Regions from separate parts of the Bombyx mori genome. Here region 2 is linked to region 1. A link is a contact called in public Hi-C data. All regions are on one chromosome and are shown on one strand. Each heading gives the region's core, a stretch centred on a gene start, on an enhancer-like site or on the middle of the called end of the contact. The rest is flanking DNA. Distances are from core to core; before and after follow the strand shown. Region 1 overlaps Hnf-4 (hepatocyte nuclear factor 4). Region 2 overlaps LOC101736248 (protein twisted gastrulation).

Region 1 (6,271 bases), core at 1,097-3,596:
CAACATATTTCATTATTTAATGCACATCAAACATAAAGATTCAGTTAGAAAGCTTCAAATTAATTTATGAGGTTCACGTTTTCTTGTTTTAAATTTTTTATCTTATAAGTTCTGTGCAAACGATTGTTGTATACTGACGTGCAGCCATGTTGATTCTTGTTTGATAAGCGCTTGCTCTGCTATTTCTTTTTCTCAGTGCATATCTCTGATTAACATTTTCTCTCTAGGTTTCGATCTAACTGATCATATAAAATGCGGATCTTTATATGAATAAGGCAAATCATTTCCCAGCAATATGTTGGTGACGAAACGATACGAAAAGAAGGATGGGTAATTTGATGAATACCGAATTCAATAGACTTACCATAGCTTGGTAGGTAGCCGTTCAGGGTATCCTTTGCCGCAATGCTGCTCTTTTAGCACCTAGCTAATAAGACATACCTGCCAAGCTTATTTCACCGGTTCGTCTCAGGATTGGGGTTCTTCTTGGGCAATAGGTCGTGTTTATCTTGACTTTAAGATAGCGTGATAATGCCAACAACGAAATACATCCCATTGCTCGTTACACAGTTTTAAGATACCGCTTCCAAATGACAGTTTTGCATTATGTAACATTTTCTTTTATTTGTAAGTGGGTACTTCAAAATGAGTAATCACTGAAGAGCTCGTTAGCCTAAGAGCTTACAAATTAGAAAACTATACCATGGCTTCCAAATATTAGAAACTTTCTAGGATCATTATCTACATTATAAATACTATTATTTAACGGGTTCATCCCACGAATTTTAGTTAGTTTCTGATATTTCGGCAGTGTCGCAAGCAATAGGATCACGGGTAGCCCTGTCTAGCAATCTATATGTACATATGTTATATAAACTGTTACGGCTTGATCTCGCGTTATTTATTTTTTTAATTCATATTATTTCAGTCCGATGACTGATTATCTGTGATCACGTAAACTGTAGTGTTTGAAACGTTGGAAGTTAATACTACGTTATAAGAATATTAGGAAAGTAGGTTTGGTTCCACACTGTCTCAAGTGATAGGGTCGTAGAACTCGTAGATTCAGTAGATGTACATGAGACAAAAAAAAACACGTATTTAGTTTTATTCACTCACTACTTAATTGTTTCTATTTTGGTATTAGCACTCTTTTGACCTTTTATCGTTATACAGAAAACCTTTTAAATAATAATTGTTTGAAACTACTATTGTTGTATGTGTCATTGAACTGTATTTCCATTTTGTTTTATTAATGTAGTTAGCATTTTGGATAGTTCAAAGCTTTATTTAGACGCAGTCGCATTTCTCAACGTTCGACAGTAGCTTCGTCGTCTATTTATACCGTTCACCATCGTTATATAATAAATACGAAATAAACATAAGTCAGTCGAAAACAACATATATATTTATAGACGAACAGAACTGTGTCAAGTACAGCTTCAGTTGTTTTTGAACAATAAATTTTGTATGATAATCCAAGCTCTTAATACCAAAACGTTTATATGGCAAGTAATATTTGTTTTCAAAAAAAAAAAAAAATGCTATAAATGATAATGCTTTAATAATTATGCAAAGCTTATCTTAAATTGACGATTTTATATACGAATTGAAATTCAGTTGAGTTAGTATAACTTCTTAATACCTTATGAGATATACATAATGTAGACTTAGCTTCCAAAGCCAAGAAATAAATACACAGATAGCAATTAATAGCTCACTTAATTCTGTATTGCTTTATTTGTAATTTCGCTAGTACAATCTTCAGATATCTGCTCACTACGGAATACACTGCTTTCTCTCCCGTTTTTTTAGACTACCGCCTTTTTTATTATATCACGTCCCCACTACTGTCATTGAACCAACAGTGTTGCTAGTTGGCAATCCGAAAGTTGCCTTAACTTTAACATGATAAATTTTATTTTAATTACTTTACAACAAACCTTACACTAATATGATGGCTGTTTGTTTTATATATACCTTAATTCCTAAAGCTTCTGCACGAATTTTTGTTGATTTTATCTTTGAAACGGAAACCCATGATTGCTTCACTCCGGAAATTGGCTCGAAGATGTTATCACTGAGAGTCCAGATAAAATTTATTAGTTATAGCACTCCGTTCTACCACCAGTTCCTGATGTGCAAGTCTTCTCAAAAATTCTTCGAATTGCTCAAAATATATACCATATTATGCCTGCAAGAATTTCAAGATAACATTGAAAGCTTATATTTGTCTTCTCCAATTTTATTATTAACAATTCTATAATAACTACTGATTAGTCGTATAGCGCGCATTGTAATTGTCTTTCTCGAAACAAGATAAATGGGTAATTTACGGTCTTTAACAATCGACACATTTAGAGCTGTGAAGTTGATAAATAAAACAAACTATTGTGATTAAATAAGTTCATGCGATAACGCTGAGTCGAAGTATTCCAGAATTTGTGTTGCAACACGGCTTTGTGTTGGGTAGATCTGCTACTTCAATATACAGAACGATGGAAGAAGTCTTAAATGGTACAAGAAGTTCTAGAAATTCTCTCATAATCAGGGCGGAGTGGAGCTTGTACACATTGGATCTTTAACAAAAATGGTCTTGAATCGGAGATCTAACCCAGATTAAGTATATTCGCAGAAGTAATGTTATTCGGAAATGTGCCTTAAAGATCAACTTAACTAGCTTGTTAGTTCTTTAACGTAAATCTAATTCATATTTAATAAAATTGCCTCACATAGCAGATAGAATCGACTGTCATTGTGATAGAAAAGATTTAGGAGAAAAACAGGCTGGAATATTTCATAATAAAATTTATCAATGAAGGAACATGTTTGAGAAAGATCTTAAACAGGCGTTGCATACAGGTCGTTTTAAGTCGATCACTCGGAAAAATCTGTCAAGGTCTGGGATAGCTTAAGACGTGTAGAGTCTAATGTGATGATGTGAGCTTTACAGCAAGCACTTGTTTTACATATACACATCACATGTAATTATGCAACGCATCTAATAATATGCAGCCGATGATGTATCACGACACTTCTCGCTGCATTTGGCAAAGGCGTCGCGGCTGTTACCTCTTAGCGCTTGGCAGCCGTGTGCTGTGCTGCCATTCAATGACACATTGGTTCATTTTTACAATCCATTCATACCTGCAACGCTTTAGCTCTAGACGTTATTCAACTGATATCAAAACAGATGGTTTCCCAATCCGCTACTTCTACAATCAGACGCAACCCACTTAGTTTTTCACCGGATCTTCTCAGCGGGTCTCGATTCCGGTCTGGTGGTAGATTCAGCCAAACAATGCCCTTAATAGGGCTAGTGTTAGCAACTTCACCAGGCTGAGCCCCAAGAACTCGCCTTCACGTTCGGAAAATCTAGTATAACCCTACTTACTAGAATAGGTAGGCAAAAAAAGTCATTACTATAGGCTATCTGAATAGAAATGGAAAGAACGCAACGGATCACCTTGAACCGTGAGGTCGAATTGAAATGCATTGTTTTGTATGTTTCGGGGTAGAAACCCCGCTCACTAGAATAGGTAGGCCAAAAAAGTCATTACATATCTGAATAGCAAAAGAAAATAATGCAATGGATCACCTTGAACCGTGAGGTCGAATTGAAATGCATTGTTTTGAATGTTTCGCTGTAGAAATTGGCAGCATGTTAGAAACTACACAATTTGTTTTCATTGAAAGAATTTTCACTCGCTTCTGACTTTCGCTTGATTCAAGGAACCTAGTATCTCAAAGGCAACCGCTTCACGAATGCATTTACCACCGAATCGGAATCGTATCCCGCTGAAATTTTCCGGCGACAAATTAGCCGGCTGATGCTGTGGGTTAAGTGATGTTTCGAGGTCTTCGACCAGCTCATTGGATACGGTGATCCAGCACAAAGCTGCTGCAACACCGAGAGGGGATCGTTACCGTTCTCATCGAACCCGTCGCTTGTGACGAAGGGTTCGGCGAGTAAACTAGCCTATAGACCTAGTCCACTGAGTTTCTCGCCGGATCTTCTCAGTGGGTCGTGTTTCCGATCCGGTGGTAGATTCTGCGAAGCACGGCTATGGCTAGGGCCAGTGTTAGCAACGCCTCCTGGTTTGAGCCACGAGAGCCCACTTACACGCTAGGGTAACTCTGTTTTAGCCTCTCAAGGCTAACAACATAGGTAGGAATAAAAAGAGGGGATCAGTTGGATCGAATAGAAATTTCTAAGACCTTTATGTCCTGAGAGGCTATTTCAGCTTCTCCTTGACGTTCAACTAATCAACTAACTAATCAATAATTAATAGACATACATACGCAAATCCAAAAAAGTTGAATATCTCTTCTGTTTATCAAACGATTTTCCTTTTTTTAACTAGCTTCAAAAAGGGTGGAAGTTCTCAATTCGACTGTTTTTTTTATGTCGGTTAACTCAGAATTTTGTTGTGAACCGATTTCGATGTTGCTTTTTGATTTCAAACTCGGTATAACACACAAAACGAAACTAAACCTTTCAGTGTGTTTATGCTCATGTTTATACTATAACGGTAATTCTCGTTTTTTCCTTTCGAGAACGGTCTCTTTACATTTGATTCCAAAATCATCAGGGTCAATAGCCAGATAGCAATATTTTTTTTTAATTGCTTTTGTATGCAGACGGGCATACGGCCCGCCTGACGGTGAGTGGTTACCGTCGCCCATGGACTTCAGCAATGCCAGGGGCAGAGCCAAGCCGCTGCCTACCGCTTAATACTCTCCACAAGCCTCGTTTGAAGAAGGACATGTCATAGCGCTCGGGAAACACCGTGGAGGGGAGCTCATTCCATAGCCGGATGGTACCTACGTGGCAAAAAAATTTATACTAATTACAATTAATATATCTGTTGTAATTATAACGATAATTTATTTTTATTTCAAGCAGCATACGACTACTAATAGTGCCTAATTAAAATTACTTTTACAGCTTAAACTTTGAATTTGTAAATTGTGCTAACTTAATATTAAAGTCCACTGAGTTCCTCACCGGATCTTCTCAGTGGGCTGCGTTTCCGATCCGGTGGTAGATTCTGCGAAGCACTCCTCTTGCTAGGGCCAGTGTTAGCAACACTCCCGGCTTGAGCCCCGTCAACTCACCTACATGTCAAGGAGAAGCTGAAATAGCCTTTCAAGGCTATCAGCATAGGTAGGAAATAATAATAATAATAATAATATGCAAACGTTGACGAACCACAATAGTCGCCCATGATTACGAAAAATGTAAAGTATTCGAATTGTCGCAAATAATATAATACACAACAATAAAAAAAAACACGAGATTAAATCGTAAAATTAGTTTTAATTACATCTAAAGACTAGCAAAAACCGAAGAAAACATTGTACGAATATGGCCATTTAAGCTTACTAAAGACAATGTATCCGAAATTATGGTCTGTGCCTTTGCCTTGATAAAGTAAACTGTTGTTTATGTAATTAGGGCTTAGGCTCTCATGGCCGACTATTTAAAAACAACATATTACCTTATAAGGTTGCGTGATAACAAGGTAACTGATAATTTTGAGGTTCAATTTATCTTTCGAATATTACCATAACATTGGTTACCTATTTAGCGTTGTTGGAAAATATGTTGCTTTGTACGCATTTGTATTAGATGCGCTCCTCTGGGTAAATAAATATACTAAGTATCTTCAGTTTTCGGGAGTCGTAGATATAATTAAAACTACTTTTAAGGATTAATAGACGACGAACGAGGTCCGTCACTGAGAAAAGTGTGAAGTCGAAAAATCGGAAATAATAGAACGACATTAAAAAAACAAGAGATTAAACCGTAAAAATAAATAAATAATAAATAAATATTTACTAACAATCACGCCACGTTAACTGGTCCCGTGGTAAGTTCGTAAAGAACTTGTGTTACAGGTACCAGATAACGGAAAAGATTTTTATTATACACATACATAAATTTAAGGTACATCCATAACCATGGAAAAGACATTTATATATTTATCATACAAATATCCTCCCTTGGCGGGATTCGAACCCGCGACCCCTTGTGTAGTAACCATGTCACTCACCACTACACCAGACGGCCGTTAAATAGTTTTAATTTTAAATAAAAATAGTTTTGAAAATAATTCAAACAAACTTACATCAGCTACCTACACGTAAATTATATAAATTACATACACGCAAATCACATTCGAAACATAAAACCCAAGACTATTCGTCTGTTCATCTTAATGCAAGCGTTTTTATAAACCTGGCCTTCGCAAGTTCTATTTCATTATTA
Region 2 (6,085 bases), core at 2,574-5,073, 35 kb after region 1:
AACATGTTTTATTATTATTTTTTTATTGCTTAGATGGGTGGAAGAGCTCAGAGCCCATCTGGTATTAAGTGGTTACTGGAGCCCATAGACATCTACAACGTAAATGCGCTACCCACCTTGAGATTTAAGTTCTAAGGTCTCAGTATAGTTACAACGGCTGCCCTACCCTTCAAACCGAAACGGATCTGCTTCACGGCAGAAATAGGCACGGTGGTGGTACCTACCCGTGCGGACTCCCAAGAGGTACTACCACCACGCAAATTTTAATTTTGCGGGTTTGATTTTTATTACACGACGTTATTCCTTCACCGTGGAAGTCAATCGTGAACATTTGTTCAGTACGTATTTCATTAGAAAAATTGATACCCGCCTGCGGGATTCCCTAAATACGAATGCACCGTTTTATCCTTTAGGCCACGACAATTTCGACGATTTTGTTGAATGAAAGAGTAAGGGTATACCTTTGTGCAAATTAATGTTGCCTAACTATTTTAACAGAATATACGTAGCGAGACGCCTTAGTGGACATCCTAGTGTAACCTATATTATACCTACCATTTAAAAAAAAGGATAAATTTTGAATAAACTTTAAATTTCGCGTGTTATTCATAGTAGAAAACTTCGCAGCATATTTACATCCCAGACACAGAAATAAAATAATTAACTAAAATATTCATTTATTTATTTAAAAAAAATTGCATACAACTTTGTGACTTGAAAAAGCACTTTTATAAATCAGAAGTACAAAACTAGCATTTCTTGTTCAATATTTTTACTCTATGAAAATTTGTGACCAAGTCAAGTTTCAACATGAGTATTTATAATAAAATGACTATAGCCAAAACGTGAAGACATAAAAATACAAAATAAAGCAAAAATACTTTTAATAAATATGACTGCACTGAGATATTTCATTGGCAGTACACTGGCAACATTATAAATGGCAAAATTTTGTACAAGCAACACTTTTGGCACTTTGAGATTCCATTACAAGAAATTGTATACATTTTGAAAGCACTTACACCTATAGACGTGTATATAATATTAAAAATATAGAGATTCATTCATAAAGGACGGAAATTAGGCGAATACAATGATCCTTTCTTTTGTTCTATAAACAATAAAGGTTACAAACTAAATCGTTAGATATGAAGACTTAGATTAATAAAATCATTACATAAATATTGCTTAAAGTAAAATGTATTTTATCGTCTTATGAATACAGTACGTAGTTTAGAAACTAAAATAACACGCTCTGATAGTAAGCCGAAGTGTAAATTCAAGTAGATTTTTTTTAAATCTAGTACTTCTACTCAGGGTATTAGGCCAAAGTAATAAAATTATCGTATTGTCGTCGGTCCTTGATACGTACGTAAAATTATAAGTTAATCAAACGTCTTGAGTACTGGTGTAATTCACTACGTTGAAAGACTCCGCTTGCTACATACGACACAGGTTAAGCTAAATGTGTATTAAAAACAGAAAAAAAAACTCATTTTCCGCAAATGAAGTCTCTTATTTATTAGGTAAAAATAAAACGGCCCTGCAGACAATAATAAGAAAATTAAGAATAAAATCAATATAATTATTCTCGTGTTTGTAGACGTTTCAAATTAAATAATTTTATTTCAAGTATATTTCCCTGTTTTGAGGATGGTTAATGACAAAAGATCATCGACCGAGTGAATGATATTGCTCAGTAGATCAACGGTCCGGATTTAGTTGTTCGGAACTTTTATATAAGCAAGCTTATTTTGAAAATGTCGTAAGTGAGATTCACAGTTTGCATCAAAGATTTAGCGTGTATTTATTACGACCAAAGGGACAGCTTCGTCAAATGTAAACATTTGAAATCAAATTAAATATCTATATTTTGATTTGGGCTAAACTGAAGCAATATCATGGCACTAAATACATTTAGCAATTGTTGTACGAAAAATAAAAAACTTAATTCAAGTAAAAATTTTGAAAGGTTTTGGTGAAAACTGTGTTGAAAACATGTTTTAAAAAAACAATTCACGTAGCTTCTGAGCATTAGTAAGCTGTAGGTATTGCAAGTAAATTAAATACATTTTTAAGAATATCTTACTTAAACTATTTACCTTATTTTCGCTAACCAAGAATTCAATTTATGTCAGCTATTTTTTTTTCTGTTCGCATAATTATAACCCTTATAACATTGTGCACTAAACTTAAAATGCTAAATCTTTCATTAGAATGAGTAGTCTTCAATTTTAAACATACCTCCTCTGGTATTTTCGAATACTCGCATTATCATTTCAGATCTATTTAATATTTAGCAGCAAAAAAAATATGTGACTTCACTTATGGCAATACTTCAACAATTGATCGGACAGTACAAAGATTTCTGAAAATACACGTTTTTTTTGGAGATTCTTATGGCCTGGTAACGAGTCCTTTAAGCCAAGTCTAATATTTTCCTCTTATATTCTATTATAACAAGAAGCTTCTATTATAACTTCTTGTTATGCGAAACGAGATGAAGTTGATCAATTTAAGACTCTTCAATTGGGATGAAATTAAATGAATCGAGACGAGATAGCATTAAATAAAATCTTAGTAAAACGGTGATTATTTACAGACATTTTCCTTTGACCTTTTGGAAGAATCCGAGAAGCTACGTCCAAATGGCTTTGTTTATTTGTGTACTTTCACAGATGCTAAACAGTTAATAAACCACCGTTATTACACATTGAAACGTGAAGAAACACTAATTTAAAAAAGAAAACAATTTACACAATTTCGCTCTTCGCGTTCCCGCCAAAAGTCCAATGTACATAATAATATACGAGTGTATGTATTTAAAGTTGTGAATACCGAATATTTGTTTTAAATAGATTGCGCGTCAACGTCTTCTCCGTAGTCCAAGTCGTCATACGTGAGTTCTTCATCGATAGCATTAATCGAAGTTTCCTTCCCACCCGGGCAGGCAAGACACCTGGAAAGATAACACAAAACATTTTAATTGATTTGTTTATTAAGCTCGTTATTTTTACTTCACAATATATCTATATATTAATACGTGAAGCAAAAACTTTGTATCCCTTTTTACGAAAATTGCGCGGACGGAGAAGTATGAAATTTTCTACACTTATAGAGACTATAGAGAAGTGCACAATGCTAATATTTTTTTTAAATAATGCAAAAAAGATACATTAAATCAATAAAGAAAACATTACACACACTACCATGTATTTGACACACACATTCTTGACGTCTGTGGTCAAATTGAGAATAGATTAAATATTGTTTGTCTTTATTAATATTTTTCTATAGTGTAGTCTTGGCGTTGAAAATACAATCATAATAGTGTACAAACTTATAATTCAAATTAATTATAGTCGAATTTTGACTACTGCGGGACCTCTAGTATATAATAAAAACTCATGTTTTAAGGTGCGTGGCATTTACATTGTTAATGTCTATGGACTTTGGTAGCCGCTTAACACCAGATTGGCTGTGAGTTCGTCCACCTATGTAATAAAAAAGTGTGTATGCATATAATCCCTTATCAATAGGAGTTTGGTACTGTCATAGGTATGGTAAAGCGAAGTTGACTTCTAAAATGTTGGGAATTCTCAACAGAGCACAGCTATATGATTGTGACGCTTGGACATAAGCTTTGATTGATAAAGCACTATTCCTCGGCTCCCAAATACTAGCTCTTTGATATAATATAGGGGCGAGGGGCGTTCGAATTATCTATAATCCCGTTTTTATCAATCATGTGGACCCTATGGTAGACCCAGACCACAGACAGAAAGGAACTTCGGTTCTCTCTGTACCGTATGTTTCACGGGGACTTGTTCTAAGGACTGTCCGAGGTAATCCTTTTTACTGTCGAACCACCCGCCTCCCCTATTGCATTGTATCGGTATGGCATTGTTAGTGTCCATGGACAACGGTGGTCACTGTCCAACCGAAGAACCAATCTAACGGTCACCATCACATAGGTAACACCGCCGTCTGTAATAACACCCATAAAACGTTACATAAAAAATCGGATCAAATATATCGATATAGTTCAGGTTTGAAAACGAGTCTTTTAATAATTGAAGACGTAATGATATTTTTTTTAATGAACAATTCCGATCACAATGACACAACCATTGATGAAATAATAAAATTTGCAATAATCCGTCTAAATTACCCCCATAATCTAAATGAGTTAAGTACGCATTGCATTACAAAAATAATTGATATCTGCCTGCGGGATTCGAACATCGGTAAAGTCGAGTCACTCGATATGAATGCACCGGACGCCTTATCCTTTAGGCCACGACGATATAAGCGCGAGTTGTTTATTGTACTGAGTATTTAATTGATTGGTTGAATTTACTAAGTATATATTCTATAAATACAGTATAATAATATTCAATATAAAGTACAAACAAAATAAAAATCTTTATGTACTTTGGAATCACAAGACTATCTTCGTATCTGACATACTAGTCTAGTCGACAAGTTAAAAATGGTGTTAATTCGACATACTACTGCTAAAATTATGTGGTTTAGCTCATTCGATTCGGAATAATGTCTAGACCATTGTGCTAAAAAATTGAATTAGCACATAAAAAATTCCAAAAGTTATTAACAATTAAACACCTTCAAAAAATAGCGTTTCGTTTATGGCTTATTGTCCGTAAACTATAAACATTTTCGAAATTTGAAAAAAAGATCCTTAAAGAGGAGGAAATTTAGTAAAAAAAAGTTCCAACTCCCGGAACTGTAGCTCCATTATTTATAATTTTAATTTAACGCTGAAAATAGCCCGCCGCGCGCCATTGTTAGGTTGCGCGCACGGCATCGAAAGCGAGTACGTCACTTAAAAAATTTTTTTTCAAGTACTTAAAGTTAATTGAAACATCTAAAAAAAATATTGCATAATCTAAACACTTTAGAAAATTTATTCCCGTTGGAATTTTTTATAAAAACATATTTTTCAATATTCTAGACGATTGTTAATTAAGAAAAATTTTTCCAATTTCCATCATCCTTCTAAACTAAAAAAAATGTTTAAATAATTACCTTAAAATTATTTCGCTTCGTGGACCTCTTCTTATAAATATATTAAACAAGATTGCGTCGTCTAAGTTATGAAATTGTTAATATTTTGTTAATAATAATTTTTTTAAGTTAACAAAAAAGAAAAAGAACAATTATGTTGTAAAGAATTTTTTTTTCTTTATTTATTATTATATTTTCGTTTTTATTATATATTTTATTATATAGTATATATTTTATTAAAAGATGTCTCTTATTGACATAAAAACGAAAATATAATAGTAAATAAAGAAAAAAACATTCTTTACAACATAATTGTTCTTTTTCTTTTTTGTTAACTTAAAAAAATTATTATTAACAAAATATTAACAATTTCATAACTTAGACGACGCAATCTTGTTTAATATATTTATAAGAAGAGGTCCACGAAGCGAAATAATTTTAAGGTAATTATTTAAACATTTTTTTTAGTTTAGAAGGATGATGGAAATTGGAAATTTTTTTCTTAATTAACAATCGTCTAGAATATTGAAAAATATGTTTTTATAAAAAATTCCAAAGGGAATAAATTTTTTAAAGTGTTTAGATTATGCAATAATTTTTTTAGATTTTTCAATTAACTTTAAGTACTTGAAAAAAATTTTTTTAAGTGACGTACTCGCTTTCGAGGCCGTGCGCGCAACCTAACAATGGCGCGCGGCGGGCTATTTTCAGCGTTAAATTAAAATTATAAATAATGGAGCTACAGTTCCGGGAGTTGGAACTTTTTTTTACTAAATTTCCTCCTCTTTAAGGATCTTTTTTTCAAATTTCGAAAATGTTTATAGTTTACGGACAATAAGCCATAAACGAAACGCTATTTTTTTAAGGTGTTTAATTGTTAATAACTTTTGGAATTTTTTATGTGCTAATTCAATTTTTTAGCACAATGGTCTAGACATTATTCCGAATCGAATGAGCTAAACCACATAATTTTAGCAGTAGTATGTCGAATTAACACCATTTTTAACTTGTCGACTAGACTATACTGGTGGTAAGACCTCTTGTGAGTCCGCACGGG

What was found. Hi-C and Micro-C count contacts between places; a contact is called where the count stands out from the background.
Region 2: a contact with region 1 is called in a Hi-C map of whole pupa, with 8 times the contacts expected there. The contact joins two enhancer-like sites. A contact is called at or near these places in 2 of 7 Hi-C or Micro-C datasets (both in whole pupa).

The regions. Positions count from the first base shown.
Region 1 is chr19:5,154,080-5,160,350 of ASM3026992v2, forward strand. The region is part of intron 1 of Hnf-4 (hepatocyte nuclear factor 4); the gene reads right to left. Among protein-coding and RNA genes, the nearest start is that of LOC134200666, 12 kb to the right of the region's middle. Within about 2 kb of position 2,347, at least 2 of the 8 cell types and tissues checked have open chromatin away from gene starts, as enhancers often do.
Region 2 is chr19:5,187,243-5,193,327 of ASM3026992v2, forward strand. LOC101736248 (protein twisted gastrulation) reads right to left here. Exons shown (of 5, transcript XM_004933371.5): 5 at 666-2,959. The coding sequence ends at 2,851. Among protein-coding and RNA genes, the nearest start is that of LOC101736248, 9.7 kb to the right of the region's middle. Within about 2 kb of position 3,824, at least 4 of the 8 cell types and tissues checked have open chromatin away from gene starts, as enhancers often do.